Linked DNA regions of Sus scrofa: region 2 is linked to region 1. Evidence: chromatin contacts called from public HiChIP or PLAC-seq data. All regions are on one chromosome and are shown on one strand. The core of a region is the stretch at or near the end of the contact, and the rest is flanking DNA. Distances in the headings are between cores, read along the strand shown.

Region 1 (7,552 bases), core at 1,664-4,163:
GTCTCTCTCTCTCAAGTCAGCAGGGACTCATCTGAGCCTCCTTTCTGGGAAGAAAAGGAAGGGGGGAGGTAGAGGGAGAGAAAAGGGTATTGATATAATCAAAACCAGATCTACCCAACATCAAAGCAAGAAAGTAAACAGGCTTTTCAACTCCTCAAATTCAAATCAAGCAACCCAGCTATCTGCGAGGTGCTCATCTAAAGTATCAGACGCAGCTTTTTCAAAGGCGAAATCTGAGCTCCCTACACTCGGGGGGTGGGGGGGGAGAGGAAGGGGCGGGGAAGCTGAGTGAGCCGGAGGGTGGGAGGTGGGGCGGAGGGGCTCGGGAGGTGTAAAAACCTTCCAAAAACTCACCCGGCCCCCCGCGCTCGCTGGGCTGCCCGGCCCGCGCCTCCCGGCCGCCCCCCGCCCATAGCGTCAACTCCAAAGCCGCGCACCCGGAGCCGTCAGGCTGTGTGCAGGTGAAACCAATTTCGGGAAATTTCCCCACTCGGCTCTCGGCACAGATAACTCGAGCTCCAAACGTGCCCTTCCCCGGCATCTGGTTCCCATTCCCCCCACCCACCCTCTCCCTCTGCACTCCCTCCTTCCCACTCCTTAAAAATTCAGATCTTCAACCGAGAAGGGAGCCCGCCCAGCTCAGGGCAGAAGGGGCTCCGGGGCTCCCAGCTAGAAGCCCCCACCCCCGGCCAACCCAGATGTAGACGTTCGCTGCGCCCCCGCCTCCCGCCAAGGATCTGACTCAGTCTACACCTCTGTCTTCCCGGCTCCCCCAAACCAGAAATCAACTCACTCAGACAAGACTTTGATCTTCAAACTTTGCCAGAGAGCAGGGAAGCCTCAGGACCCGCTGTCCCCGTGCCTCCCGCCCCCAACCTCCCAGAGCCGCAAACCCTACAAAACCGGATCAGAAACCATCTCACGCCACCACTGCCTGTGCCAAGAATCCCAAACTCTATTGACCTCAAGCCTAAATTTTTTTCCGAAAGAAAAAAGTCTTATCAAGCCAATAAACAAGCCTCTTTCCCTAACAAGGGAAGGATCAAACTAATGAGAGGGCAGGGAAGGGCCGGGGTGCGGGGGGAGGATGGGACGCGACCCTGAACCAGGAGCCAGGGACCCTGGGCTGGGGGGTGGGTGCTCGTGGCCTCCGTCCGGGGCCTCAGGCCTCCGGGCGAGCTCGGCTGGCGGAGCCTCGGGGCCGCCGGTAGCGCCGCGTTACCCGGGCGGAGGGGAGAGGGGCGGCCCCGTTACCTGGAAGACGAAGGCGGCCCGAGGCCCGGGTCTCATCTCCGCGGAGCCCCACCGGCCCGCCCCCACCCCCGGCCCAAATCCAACCCAACGCGTCCAGAGCCCCGGCGAGAGGGCCGCCGAGCGCGGGGCCAGAGACCCGGGAGGCGCTCACAGCACCCCGAGCTCGGGCGCGGGTCGGTCCCCGGCGCCGCAGCTCGCGGAGGCGCCCGCAGAAAAAGCACGGAAAGCAGCAGCCTAGTCCAGAAATGGCGACGCGCGGAGTCTCTGCCTCTCCGCAAAAGGGGCAGGGGCAGCCGGGGGCGCGGGGCCCGGGCGGGAGGAGGGACGCGGGGGACGCGGGCGCCCGGGGCTCGGGCCGCTCCAGCGCGCAGACTGAGCCTCGGCCAGCGCTCAGGGCCCCTAAGCGCGGACCAGTGGCTGGGAGGGGAGGAGAGAGAGGCGGGAGGGGAGGATGGGGAGGGGGGAGAGGTGGGGGGAGAAAGGGGCGGAGGGGAGGGCAAGCGGGGGGCGCCGCCACCCTTTCATCCCACCTTCCAAAGGCACTCCAGCGCACACTCACACCCCGACTCACATCCATAACAACCACAGCGATGCAACTCCCAGGGGGAGGGGGTAATCTACCCCCTCTCCGCCCCCGCCGCAGCAGCCACTTGCAGAAGTCTCTCCCCCTGGGCCCCCGCCATCCCGGCCACCACTCTGGGGAGGGGGCTTGGGCGCGCAGGGCGGCCCAGCCAAGCCCCCCGGAGCGCTGGGCGCCTGGCCCGCCGCTCCTCTCCGCGCCCGCCCGGAGCGCGCCCCGAAATAGCCGGCCGGCCAACTTCAAAGGGCCGCCGGGAACATCAAAGCGCGCGGACCGCCCCGCAGCCGCGGCCTCGGCACTCACCATTGATCCGCGCGCGCGCTCAGCGGCAAGACCTCGCAGGCGCCCCGGGCAGGGCCCCGGCCCTGGCCCCCGGATCGGCTCGCAGTGGCAGCCCCGGGCCCCCCCGGGCCAGTCCCGGCGTCGGGGAACATGGGGAGTCGCGCGGCAGGGAAGGGAGTGCGGGGAAACAACAATCCTGGGATTAGAGCGAGATCCACCGGCGAGGAGGGGGGAGCGGCGCGCCCCACCGCCCCTTTTATGCAAAAGATCCGAGTGGGCCTCCGCCCCCGCCGCGGCCGCCCCCGGCCCCTCCGGCCCCCGCCCGGCCCGGCTTTCAACACAGGTCCTGTTTCCAGCAGTCACTCCGCGCACCAAATGTCCTCCGGGCGCTTCCAACAAAAACTGCGCTGTGGATTTAACTGTGCACTTCAAAGGCGCGAGCCGAGCGCACGGTCCTGAAAGGGAGGTACGCGCCGGCCGCGCCCCGACCGGCCCCCCGCGCCCCCACCGCCCCTCCTCGGGGCCGTCCGGCTCGCTGCCCCCCTCCTGGCCGGGTCTCTGTTGGGCTGGACCCCTTCCAGCCCCTGGCGCCCGCGACGCGGCTGGGCGCGACCTCGCCCCCGGCCCCAGGGGGGCTCTCTTTGAAGCGGCTCTGCTGGGGCCGCGCCTCCACCCCCCACCTTTTACAGCAAAGCTTTCGGCTGGGTAGACAGGCGCCTCCGACGCCGGGCGGCCCCAAAATCCATAGCTAAGAAGGGTTATTTTTATTTCCCGGCGCTCGGGTTGTTACTGAGTTGCCAGGACCTTATCAAAGCGCAGCCGGCTCCAGCCGACTCCCCCGGGCCGGGCTTGGGGGAGCCAGTGATCCCGCCGCGCCAATCACAGCCGCGCTCGGCCGGCCCGCGCCGCCCGCCTTAAAGGGACAGCGCCGGGCGCCGCCCCGGCCCGGCCCGGCCCGCCCCCGCAGCAAGCTCAGCTCTGGCGTGAGCCCTTCCCCGGCCCTCCTCCGCCCCCTTCCAGGCCCCCGCGGCCACCGGGGCGCTCTCAGCCCGAGTTCTGATTCGGCCTTCCAAGTTCTCTGGCCTTTTTGCTCGAGCTCCCTCCCCCCGCCTCCCCCCCCACCCCACCGTCATCCCCTACTCTGGAAAGCAACAGTTTATTGTAGCATTCTGGCCATGGCAAGAACTGCAAGCAGGAAAAAAAAAAAAAAAAAAAAAAAAAAAAAAATTTTTTTTCTCGGTCATCAAACACTTTTCTACCTCTATTCAACTTTCCCGGGGAATTGGGCTGGAAGAGTCTTGTAAAAGTGCTGGTCCTGGGAGGGGATGGCCAAATGTACGTGCTTGTGCGCGCCCGTATCTGAGTGTGAGTTAGGATCAAGGTGGGCCCGTGTGTGGATGTCTGAGGATGGGGGCGTGAATCTGCCAGCATAGGCCTGAGTGCTGCAGATGGGCCCTGACACCTCCTTAGGAAGCGCTCCTCAATTCCCTGAAGACTTAACCCCAGCTTCCCAACCTGGCCATCAGAAGCCTCCCCCACACACTTGGACTATCTTTCTGTATCAGCCTCATACACAACACTCTCTTGGAAGCATCCCCCATCCTCCCATATGTTACACATTAAACAGATATGGAATGCCTTTTTCCCCATCCCCTCTCAGTTTTAATGCACTGAAAACGCCTCACCCCACTGTCACCCTCGAATCCTTCCCAACATTCCCCAATAATGTTTAGGAGTTACAACCTTCTCACTTAAAGTAATAAGAAAATATGCCACAAACCCAGAACATTGGTTGCCGAGGAATGATCTCTCATAGGATGAGCTAATAATTGACTTTTCCTCTTTCTAAGAATCATAAAGGTATAGACCAAATCTGTTCAAGAGCCTGGCATCATCAGAGCTGTGGGAGGCCTTGCCCCTCCAACTCTGCTCACTTTTTCTTCATTTACTTTCTTAGTGGACTGAATGGATAACAAACGCTTTTAAATGCAGCAGCGTCTCTAATCTGTCATTAACCTTCGGATCTATAAAGCATACAAGAAATGTGTTTTCTCGGTCTGTTTAGGTTTCATGGGAAAAGAGCAAGCAGAGTCAGCACCCACAATCTGCTGGGAAAGGGCAGGGAAGGTCCTCTACCGGCTGTGACAAGGGACCAGAGCTTGAGCAAGCCATGTGGCCAGACTTCTCAGTTCCTTGGCACCGTGGGACGTCCCCAAGACCTGCCTCTCTGTGTCCAGGGTCTGCACCTAGGGCTCACCTTTCCAGGTGGCCAGCCTGGCAGAAAGCCGCTGGTCCAGGCTAAGGAGCACGGCCGCCTTGGGGCAAACCAGGAAGGCCAGTGAGAGAGTGTGGCCAGGTGACTGACTCATCCCTGCCTTGGGACAACTGGATTCAAGGACACTGAAAGCCAGGCCACTTCAGAATGCTTTCAGAATGCTGATATGTAGGACCCATAGCCAAGGGCACAGCCACTCCCTTCGGCGACCCCAGGAGGGCCAAGAGCAAAGCTGTCCCTGTGGTTCCAAGGAGTCTTTAGGCCACAGAGGGTGTTATTATAGGAACAAAACTGTAATAAGAGGGGGATGAATTGCCATAGCAGTGTCTACAATGTAAACAACAGCAGCATGTGTGTGTGTGTGTGTGTGATCGCGCGCGCTCGGGGACACACACACACACACACATGCAATGGGGGAGGGGAACTTAAAAAAAATCAAAACATCCAAAATAAAAATAAACAATGATCAGAAAGAGGAGGCTTTAAAAAAGGAAGTGGAAACTTGGTTTTCATGGGTGGTTTTCCTCCCCTCCCAGCTGTCACAGCTGACCCTTCACTGCCCCCCACCAGCCAGGCCCCATCATCACAGGCTCCGCTTTAACCAAAGGATTGGCCTTCTGCTCCTTCATTCTCCCAGGGCTGCAGCAGCAGGAAGAAGGGACTGGCGATGGGGACACAGGAGCAAGGCTGAGTTCAGTCTGGGTCTCTCAGTAATAACCCCTTGGAGAGCCGGTTTCCAGAACAGGTGCTCGGTCACTGTGGGCCAGTGACTCCCCTTCCCCCAACCCCCACCCCCTTCCCTGTGCCCTGATGGTACATTTCCCACCCAGCAGTGAGGCTGGGCCAAGGGCTGAGAGGCCAGGAGCCTTCTCATGCCTCTAGGTATTCCACTACTTGTTGATAATCTTTCTGGAAAAGAATCCAAAGTCCTTCGCTTATACCCGCCGGTTTCTCAAGATAGCACAGTTTTCCATTTTCCCCTTCTCCCTGGCAGCAGCAGCATCATGTGACTTGTTGTAATCCTGCACGGTTGCCTGGAAACTGGAAAGCAAGGTGATGGATTTCTGCACATGCTCGCTCCCCACTCCTTTAAAGAAAAACCCTACAGCGGATCAACAGCCCACTTTGCCTAAGTGCAGACAAGTTTAATACAACAGAGAGTAATTCCTTTCTGGAATGGTGTACCGGCCTGAAATCCCAGAATCCCAGAAAACTCAGGGCTCCCTGAGAGGCACCTGGCCAGATCGCCGACCTTTAGTCAGCGTGACAAAAACCCCTCTGGAGGGGAAGTCACACTAGCTGCAACTTAGCTGCAACTTCGGAGGAGCTCAGACCCAGGACATGGCTCTTTAAGATTCAGGCACTTTGTCTTTTATTTCTTTGGAAAAGCGCCACCTTAGACAATGTAGCTTTGTTTAGGGAAGGAGGTAGAGAGACGTGCAAGGTGACCTTTCTAAAGACTGCAAGTCACCTGACTGCTCTGAGGCCCCATGTGTTTACCTGTAAAGTAGAAGGGGACTCCCCTCAAGAGAGGCTGTTGTGAGGACAGAAACACGCAGCACGAAGCTTGGCGCCTGGTAGGGGCTTGGAACATGGCGACTCTTTCTATGTAATCATCCTGTTTCCTCCATAGCCTGTTACCAGGAGTTCCCGTTGTTATTAGCGGGTTAAGAACCCAACTAGTATCCATCAAGACGCAGGTTCGATCCCTGGCCTTGCTCAGTGGGTTAAGGATCCAGTGTTGCCTTGAGCTTCAGTATAGGTCACAGACACGGCTTGAATCTGCCGTGGCTGTGGCTGTGGTGTAGGCCGGCAGCTGCAGCTACGATTCGACCCCAAGCCTGGGAACCTCCACATCCCACGGGTGCGGCCATAAAAAGAAAAAAAATAAAGTTTTTTTTTTTTTTTTTTTTTTTTTTTTTGCTATTTCTTTGGGGCCACTCCCACGGCATATGGAGGTTCCCAGGCTAGGGGTCGAATCGGAGCTGTAGCCACCGGCCTACGCCAGAGCCACAGCAACGCGGGATCCGAGCCGTGTCTGCAACCTACACCACAGCTCAGGGCAACGCCGGATCGTTAACCCACTGAGCAAGGGCAGGGACCGAACCCGCAACCTCATGGTTCCTAGTCGGATTCGTTAACCACTGCGCCACGACGGGAACTCCAACAAAGATTTTTTTTTAAAAAAAGTTTGTTACCTGTTCGGAGAAGAAATTCCAAAGCAGAGAGTCCCTCAGTTACTGGAGAACATTCATGGGAGTGGGAGAGGCGGGCCACATGAGAAACACACACACACACACACACACACACACACACACACACACAGGAGCACACATGTTCCTGGTGGACGGGGGCCTGGAGGCTGACCCCGAGGTCCTGCAGAGGGAACCAGCCGAGCTGGCTGGGTGGCGAAGGGGGGCAGAACCTGTCTGCCAGCTCCCAAAGGCAGTCCTGTCTGCTACCCCGAAAGAAATATCAGAATTTTCTAGCCGGGGGCAGGGGGGCTTCAAATGTCATCTAAGTCAACCCATCCTTTAAAAGATGAGGAAAACTAAGCAATAAAGAGGTAAAGGAGATTTTCCCAAGGTGTCTTTGCCCATCGGAGCCGAGCTAGAACCTCCTGGGATCCTGACTCCTGGTCCATCCTCTATGCCTCCACACTATGGTGAGGAGACCCAGGGCAGGGCTGCTGAAGACGGGATTCTGAGCATCCTGAGTCTTTGGCTTCCAGGGCAGGGCGAATGCATGTAATGTGGGATGCTTTCCTAAAAGAATCATCACGGGGCCTCAGCTGGAAATTCCGCTGAAACATTTCACTTTCAGCTTCTACCAGTGCCTAACCTCAACCCCAGAACCCGCCAGGCTCCCTTCAGCCAGCCCCTGGGCAGTCGCACCAAGTTTTTAATGGTGGCAGATGTATCCACGGGCATCTGGGTGAGGCTGGTTCACCAAAAGCAGAATTGGCTTTTACAGAGTCTGGGAGGAGGAAGAGACGAGGAAAAGGAGGGCTCAACTTCCAGCCACTCCCTCTCCACTTCCTCTCGTGTGTGTGTGTGTGTGTGTGTGTGTGTGTGTGTGTGTGTGTGTGTAGGGGGTGGGGCGAGAACTGGGAATGTCAAGGTGGAGATTTTGAAGCCACAAGTCATACAGTGAGGTTTCCT
Region 2 (7,552 bases), core at 3,693-6,192, 470 kb after region 1:
CCAAGGGGGGGCACCCGCCTGCTGTGGCCCCCTTTGCCTGGCAAAACGATAAAGCTACTCTTTTCTGCTTCACCCAAAACTTTGTCTCCGTGTTTCTATTTGACACTGGTGAACAGAGGCCGAGTTTCAGTAACAGTAAAGCTTATCACTCCCTGCCTAGACCGCCCACCACAGCAGAGTATGATCCAAACCCAAAGTCAGGGCTACAAGTGCCTTTGCATTCTGAGCCCATCTCTCAGCCCTGCCTACACACACACACACACACACACACACACACACACACACACACACACACACACTCTCTCACTGCACCTGACTATCCAACCCACCACTGACCATGCACCACCAATGAACTCCTCACCTTCTTCAAACACTTCCAGCCCTCACAAAAACACACCTCCTTTTCACAGGCTGTTCCCTCTGCCTGGATTCAGGTAGATGCAGCTCAAATGTCACTTCTGAGGAAAGCTTGCCCAATTTAGCCGAGACTTGTCACCCCATTCTTCGCGTGCACTGCTCCCATCTGTGTGGCAGCCTTTATCAGGCCATTATTTTCTTTTCACACATGTGTGTATTATTTATATGTCTTCTACTATCTTTGAGATGCTCCTGGAAGGCAGAGACTGTGACATACACACCTTGGTAGGCACCCAAAACACTGCATGACACACAATAAAAGCCGAGAAACTGACTGATAAATAAATGCTAACTAAAGGGATTAGTGTCCTACTTGTATATGACTAATACAAGCAGACCTCAGAGATGCTGCAGGTTCAATTCCAAACCACAGCAGTAAAGCAAATATCGCAAGAACATGAGTCACACAAATATAGTAGAAACATACCTCTTATATACACTGGGAAACCAATGTGTATAAAAGGTATGTTTAGTCTATACTGTAGTCTCTTAAGTATTCATTAGCAGTATGGCTAAAAAAATGTATATACCAACAAAAAAATGTATATACCTTTTTTTTTTTTTTTTCATCTTTTTACCTTTTCTAGGGCTGTATCTGCAGCATATGGAGGTTCCCAGGCTAGGGGTCTAATCAGAGCTGTAGCCACCAGCCTACGCCAGAGACACAGCAATGCAGGATCCGAGCTGCGTCTGCGACCCACACCACAGCTCATGGCAGCACCGGATCCTTAACCCACTGAGCGAGGCCAGGGACCGAACCCGCAACCTCATGGTTCCTAGTCAGATTCGTTAACCAGTGAGCCACGATGGGAACTCCTGTATATACCTTAATTTTAAAAAGTTTATTGCTAAAAAATACTATTCATCTTCTGAGACATCAGTGAGTCATAATCTTTCTGCTAGTGGAGAGTTTGAAATATTATGAGAATTACCAAAATCTGATACAGAGACATGAAGTGAGCAAATGTTATTGGAAAATGGCACCATTAGACTCGCTCAGTGCAAGGTTGCCGCAAACCTTCAACTTGTTAAAAAATGTAGTATATGTGAAGCATAATAAAGCAAAGTCCAGTAATACAAAGTACACCTGTATTTTTTTTTAAGTTCTATTCTGAGTACCAAATAGGTCTTCTCAAATAGAAATACTACTGACTTTAATTCTATTTACCAAAACTCCTCATTGTACCGTCTGCATTACAGTAGAAGAAACATATTTTCAAATTCAAGACTTGTTAAGAAAAAATTTCTTTAAGTGCATTTTTCGATTGATTAGCTGGCTTGGGGTTATTTGGTTGGTTGGTTTCGTTATGTGTTTTATAGTAATGTCACAGTTATTACAGCTGCATTCATACATAACTATATCAGTTACGTACTTGGTAACAGAAGGCTATAACACCACTGCTCGATGTTAGCTCATAAAGCTAAAAGGCGACAATTCAAAAGGATGAGCAGGAGTTCCCACTGTGGCCCACCGGATAAGAACCTGACATAGTCTCCCTGAGGATGTGGGTTCTATCCCTGGCCTCTCTCAGTGGGTTAAGGATCTGGCTCAGATGCAGCTCAGAACCAGTGTTGCTGCTGTGGTGTAGGCCTGCAGTTGCAGCTCTAATTCAACCTCTATCCTGAGAACTTCGATATGCTATAAGTGTGGCCATAAAAAGAAAAGGAGGGGGGTGAACAAACAAATGGATACTCACAAACCCAGAATTTTAAGCACAGCTCTGGTCTAGAAGTGTACTCTCAGGCTTAAATAGTTCATCTTCCCCATGTCCTCAAACATACGCCTGAGGGCACCCATTAACTAGGTACCCATAACATAAAACAAAAATATTCCTAATAATCACTAATGCTCAATAAATCCCTTGACACAGGCAGGAAATGTTAGTATTTAGTGTTAGAGGAAACTAAAACTCAACAGTAAAAAGACTCATCCAAAGACATGAAATTAAGCACAAAGCTCAGATTAGAGTTCTGAAATCCTTAGCTCTCAGATCCATTGTCTCTCACCTCCTGGCCATTTAAATATAAATCAGCAATATCGCCAACTAATAAAGAAGTATTCTGAAAAGTAGAAATGCAATTGGAATTGCTATAATGACATGCAATACTGGAGTACACATTTTTTTTAAAAAAGCGCAATGAAGAATCAATGTGATACTTGGCAAAAGCTAAAAATCAGCTTTTCCTCAGACTTCCCATAGTGGCTTAGCGGTAACAAACCCAACTAGTACCCATGAGGATGTGGGTTTGATCTCTGGACTTGCTCAGTGGGTGAAGGATCCTGCATTGAAGTGAGCTGTGGTGTAGGTCACGGACGCAGCTCGGATCTCACAGCATTGCTGTGGCTGTGGGATAGGCCAGTGGCTGTGGCATAGGCCAACAGCTGTAGCTCCGATTCCACCCCTAGCCTGGGAACTTCCATGTGCTGTAGGTGCGGCCCTAAAAAGTTAAAAAAAAAAAAAAGAAGAAGAAGAAATAAAAAATAAAAAATAAAATCAGCTTGGAGTTCCCTTCGTGGCGCAGTGGCTAACGAATCTGACTAGGAACCATGAGGTGGTGGGTTCGATCCCTGGCCTCGCTCAGTGGGTTAAAGATCCGGAGTTGCCGTGGGCTGTGGTGTAGGTCGAAGAGGCGGCTCAGATCCTACATTGCTGTGGTTGTGGTGTGGGCCAGCGGCTGCAGCTCCGATTAGACCCCTAGCCTGGGAACCTCCACATGCCACGGGAGTGGCCCTAGAAAAGGCAAAATAAATAAATAAATTAATTAATTAATTAATTAAAATCAGCTTTTCCTTATCCCTTATTTATTCTCCAACAAGATGAAAAAAATGCAAATTGAAAAAAACTAAGTTACCGTTTCAAACCTTCAAAGAATCCTTGTCACACAAATTCCATCTTATAAATAAGTCATATCTACTTAGTTCCAGCTAGTCAAAGAGTTTTACTCTTTATTAGAACTGCAGATTTAAATTATTAGGATTTTAAAAGTAAGTAAAGCTATATCTTTGACGCAGGTTTGCGCCTATCAGTCTCATAAACTACTGCAAAAGCAAAAAAAGAGGTAAATTCAGTGGCTCTTGCTTGTAGATAAAACATTTGGATCATGTCTTTTATTTAACCCATCAGCATTGTGTTTTCTTAAAACCTGTGTTTATGAGGACAGCTACAAAATGGGCTAAGACCTTCTCAAGGTGCTTAACTGTCACAGGAGTCAGCAAAACATAAGCAAGCCACAAATATTAAAAGGTCCTGGGGGAAAAAAGCAGCCACAGAGCTAAACAAGGAAAACACCTCAGGTGGCTCATCATGCCCCTTGCCAAACAAAAGAAACTTAATCCTCGAAGTTGTGTAATATCAATTTTGTTCAATCAAACTGTATTTTATACACATGTCGGGTCATTTAAGAAAACCTGAAATCCGTCCTTCAGTAACCTAAAACGGTCTACAGGTGCATGTTTTATCTGGCTTACACCACGAGATGTTTGGGCAGTTACCAGAGCACTGATTGAGCCTTGGCACGTTAAGTGCTTTAGAAACATATCCCAGCCATCACCCTTGGAGACAGGCACTATTTCAGGACCATTTCACAGGGGAGGAAGCTGAGGCCTGCTGGGGTTAAGGAACTGACCCAGGGTCCGGCAGGAAGTGGCAGCTGGGCCTGGACAATGCACAGACGACAGTGCGCTCCACTCCACTGCAGCCTGACCACTATGAAGAGACTCGTGTCATTTCATGGGCCTTTTCTTATTTGTATGCATCTTTAAACACGAAGGACAAATGCTAAAAACAGCTGCACGATGATCAGCAACAAGCTGTTCATACGTACTTAACGTGTCCTGGTGAACACTTAAGCTCAGACCCACAGTCGCTCCCAGCACGCCCTGATGCTGGGACAGGGCCTTCCTACAAAGGACGGGGGACACGGGTTCTGCTCTCAATCCAGAGCCGGCGATCCAGTTCAGGGGTGGAGGTGACAACTCAAGCGGTGCGGTGCCCAGAAGTAACTTCTCCTCCCGAGTGGGCAAAACACGCACCGGGCGCGGGGCGGACGGCCTGCGAGGCCCGCGGGGCCGAGGCCGCTTCCCTACCTTGTCGGGTACACAGACTTCTCACACGCGCCAGACCCCTGGGTCAGATTTCTGGACCCCGTCATGCTGACCACCTCCATCCGCTTATCCAACTTTATCAGAACTCGCCCCATCCGGGCCCGGACCGGATTTCACCCTGCAAGTGAAACCGCAGCGGTCCGCGCGGAGACCCCCATGCGGGGCGCGCGCCCCACAGGCCCGAAGAACCCGCCCGGGGCCTGCGGGGCGACGCCCCTCCCTGAACGAGCCCGCACGGGCGCGGCGATCCCCCCCGCGCAAAATTGCACTGGAGAACCTGGGTGTGGGGACCGGCGAGGCAAATACGGATAAACAAGAACCTGGCGCCCCTACATGCAAGCTTTCCGATGGGCCGCCGCCGCCGCCGTCGCCGCCGCTACGAAACGGTTTCAAATCCTTGCGGGCCGCGGCGGTCGCCACCGCCCAGCAGGCCGGAGGCGGGGACTTCCCCACAAGCATTCCCCCGCCCCCCTCCCCCACTCCTCCAGCCGCGGGGGGGGGGCGGTTGCCAAGGCGACGCTCCGGGAACGCCTGCGCTCGTTTCCCCTCCCTCTGGAGGAGGCTCGCGCTGGGCGGCGTTGCCATGGCGACGTCCAGGCCCTCCGCGCAGCCTCCAGATTCACTTCCCAGCCTGGCGGCCCCTAGGCCATCCCCGCGAGGTTCCCAGGATAATTGGACCCCGGTCTGGACACTGCTACTCTCCAGCATCCCGTTCGGAGAGTAGCGTATGAACACTTTAGGGGCTGTAGAGAAAGATCAGGTAGAGAGTAAAGAAAATGGGATTGCAGAAGGGTATTCATAGAGAGGTGTATCCTTTATTTAGACAGACAACACTGAATGAGTCTAAAGAAGCAAGAACTTAACTGCCAGGTATCTCACAACCCAGAAGTGAGTGCCCTTGAACTAAACAAGAAAATGAACATTAGTTTTTTTGTTTGTTTGTTTGTTTTGCATTGAGCACCATCCAAGATCTGAAACTTACCCCAAATTCTGAAGATGCTGAAATAAAATGAAAAGTCTTTGTGTTTACCAGTTCGGTGTAGAATAACAAGATTGAGTGGAAAATGTATTTTTGCTGCTCCCAGGAAATCTCATTCACCTTGGGGGCAGTCTCAATGTTTGCATCGCTGTTGTGGTTTGCTTTGGTCTTCGATTCCATTTCTGGAAAAGCTCTGAACTATATATATTTTTAAAATACCAAGCAAAAACAAAATTTAAATTGTAAAAACACTCACTTAAATGAAATTCAGTTTACCACAGTTTTTCATGTAATTTCACAACAGGATTCCTCCTGCAGTATCTTTGCAATACACTCAGTGTGATGCCAAATCTAACATAAACACAGCTTGAAGCATCTTTTCAATTTTCTATAAAGAAAATAGAAGATTCATTCATTTGTAACCAGTTGCTTTCAAGCTTCCAGAGTAAAATCGTATTCTTTCCAAGGTGCTTTTGAAACTCTCCCACTGGAAGGAACAGTTTTTCCCACCAACGGTTTTTCATTGTTTCAGTGACAAATTATGAAAGCTAAGGGAAAGAAAAGTATGAAATACTTTTAAGAAGGTTTAGTTTTTCAAAAGCCTATTTAAACATGTTTATAGCTAAAGAATGATCAATAATTCAGTCATTTGCGCAGAGAATCTGGCCTGTAAAACCCACACATGCAAATACAAGAATCTGACCACTGAATGAAGAGGTTCAAAACCACATTGCTGAAAGAACATGAAATGCATTTGACAAATGATGTTTAAATGAATATGAGCAGAAAAGTAGAAGAAAAAAGGGGGGATCGAAGAAAAAATGCAACAAAGTCAAGTTCATCTGAGAAGAAATAATTGCAGCAGGAAAAAATGTGACAAAGTTAAAAGGTTAAAAGTAAATTTTTTAATATTTTTTCTCTTTAGGTGAAAGTAAAAAGATGAGAAAATCTCCCTTTACACTTTCAAGAACCAGCAGATTGTCATACACACACACACATATGTAGCGATGCAAGCAAAAATGTTGTTATGATGCACATGTAGGGATTTTATAATTATTTATGTTATTCTTATGTAGCTGGGATACCAGCTTGAGCCTGAGCTATGTTCACCTTAGAATTCAAGCCTGTAAGTCATAGTTAGAGAACTGGTAGACAGTTAAACTCTCTTTGCATAATAACCAAGGAAGCTTCTAGGAAGTAACTCATCCTAGGAGATGGTAAGCAGATCTGACAGTACACAAACATTGAAGGGACAGGCAGTTCTACACAAAGCACATAAAGTGCTAGCCATGGGTGGACTTCCAGCTCTCCTCCTTTGTTTGTAGTAGATTCCTAATCTAAGGTGAGGATCTTCCTTTGAGAATCCTAAAAAGCTGTAACTCTTTCCGCCTCCCATATTCCACCACCATCAAATGCCCACATACCCCAAAAATAAGAGTACAAATCAAAGGGCTCTCCAAATATCAAGTTCATCTATGGAATCTAGGTTAAGAACTCCTTCCCTATGAATTTTATATCCATTTAAACATTGAGAACAGAAGCCATAAGCAGCATTTGTGTCCGTAGTTTCTTTGTTCCCTTTTTTTTTTTTTTTTTTTTTTTTTGCCTTTCCTAGGGCCGCTCCCACGGCATATGGAGGTTCCCAGGCTAGGGGTCTAATCCGAGCTGTAGCCACTGGCCACAGCAACGCGGGATCCGAGCCGCGTCTATGACCTACACCACAGCTCATGGCAACGCCGGATCATCAACCCACTGAGCAAGGGCAGGGACCGAACCCGCAACCTCATGGTTCCTAGTCGGATTCGTCAACCACTGCGCCACAACGGGAACTCCTATCTCAGCATATATTTACTGAACATCTAGTGTGTGTAGATTACCTTAGGGGAATGTTACTTCTGCCACAGTTGCTCTGACACTTCAGCTCACATGTTGCTTCCTCAAAGAGGCTGTCAGTGATTCTCAAACCATCTGTTATTCTCTTTCAAAGCCTCCTGTTCTTTTTCTTCATTGCCTTTGTCAAAATTTGTAATCAAATTTTTTTTTTTTTTTGT

Evidence for each region. HiChIP or PLAC-seq counts read pairs in DNA pulled down with a chosen protein or histone mark.
Region 2: an H3K27ac HiChIP or PLAC-seq map of skeletal muscle shows a contact between it and region 1, with 5 times the contacts expected there. The contact joins the promoter of CEP112 here to the promoter of AXIN2 in region 1. A contact is called at or near these places in 1 of 5 promoter capture datasets (fetal skeletal muscle) and 1 of 2 datasets of contacts at active chromatin or transcription factors (skeletal muscle).

Annotation. Positions count from the first base shown.
Region 1 is chr12:12,340,294-12,347,845 of Sscrofa11.1, forward strand. It overlaps AXIN2 (axin-2), which reads right to left and starts at 2,914. Exons shown (of 11, transcript XM_021066736.1): 1 at 2,797-2,914; 2 at 1-44. It overlaps CEP112 (centrosomal protein of 112 kDa), which reads right to left. Exons shown (of 28, transcript XR_002337057.1): 28 at 1-44.
Region 2 is chr12:12,810,862-12,818,413 of Sscrofa11.1, forward strand. CEP112 (centrosomal protein of 112 kDa) reads right to left here and starts at 4,943. Exons shown (of 28, transcript XR_002337057.1): 1 at 4,856-4,943.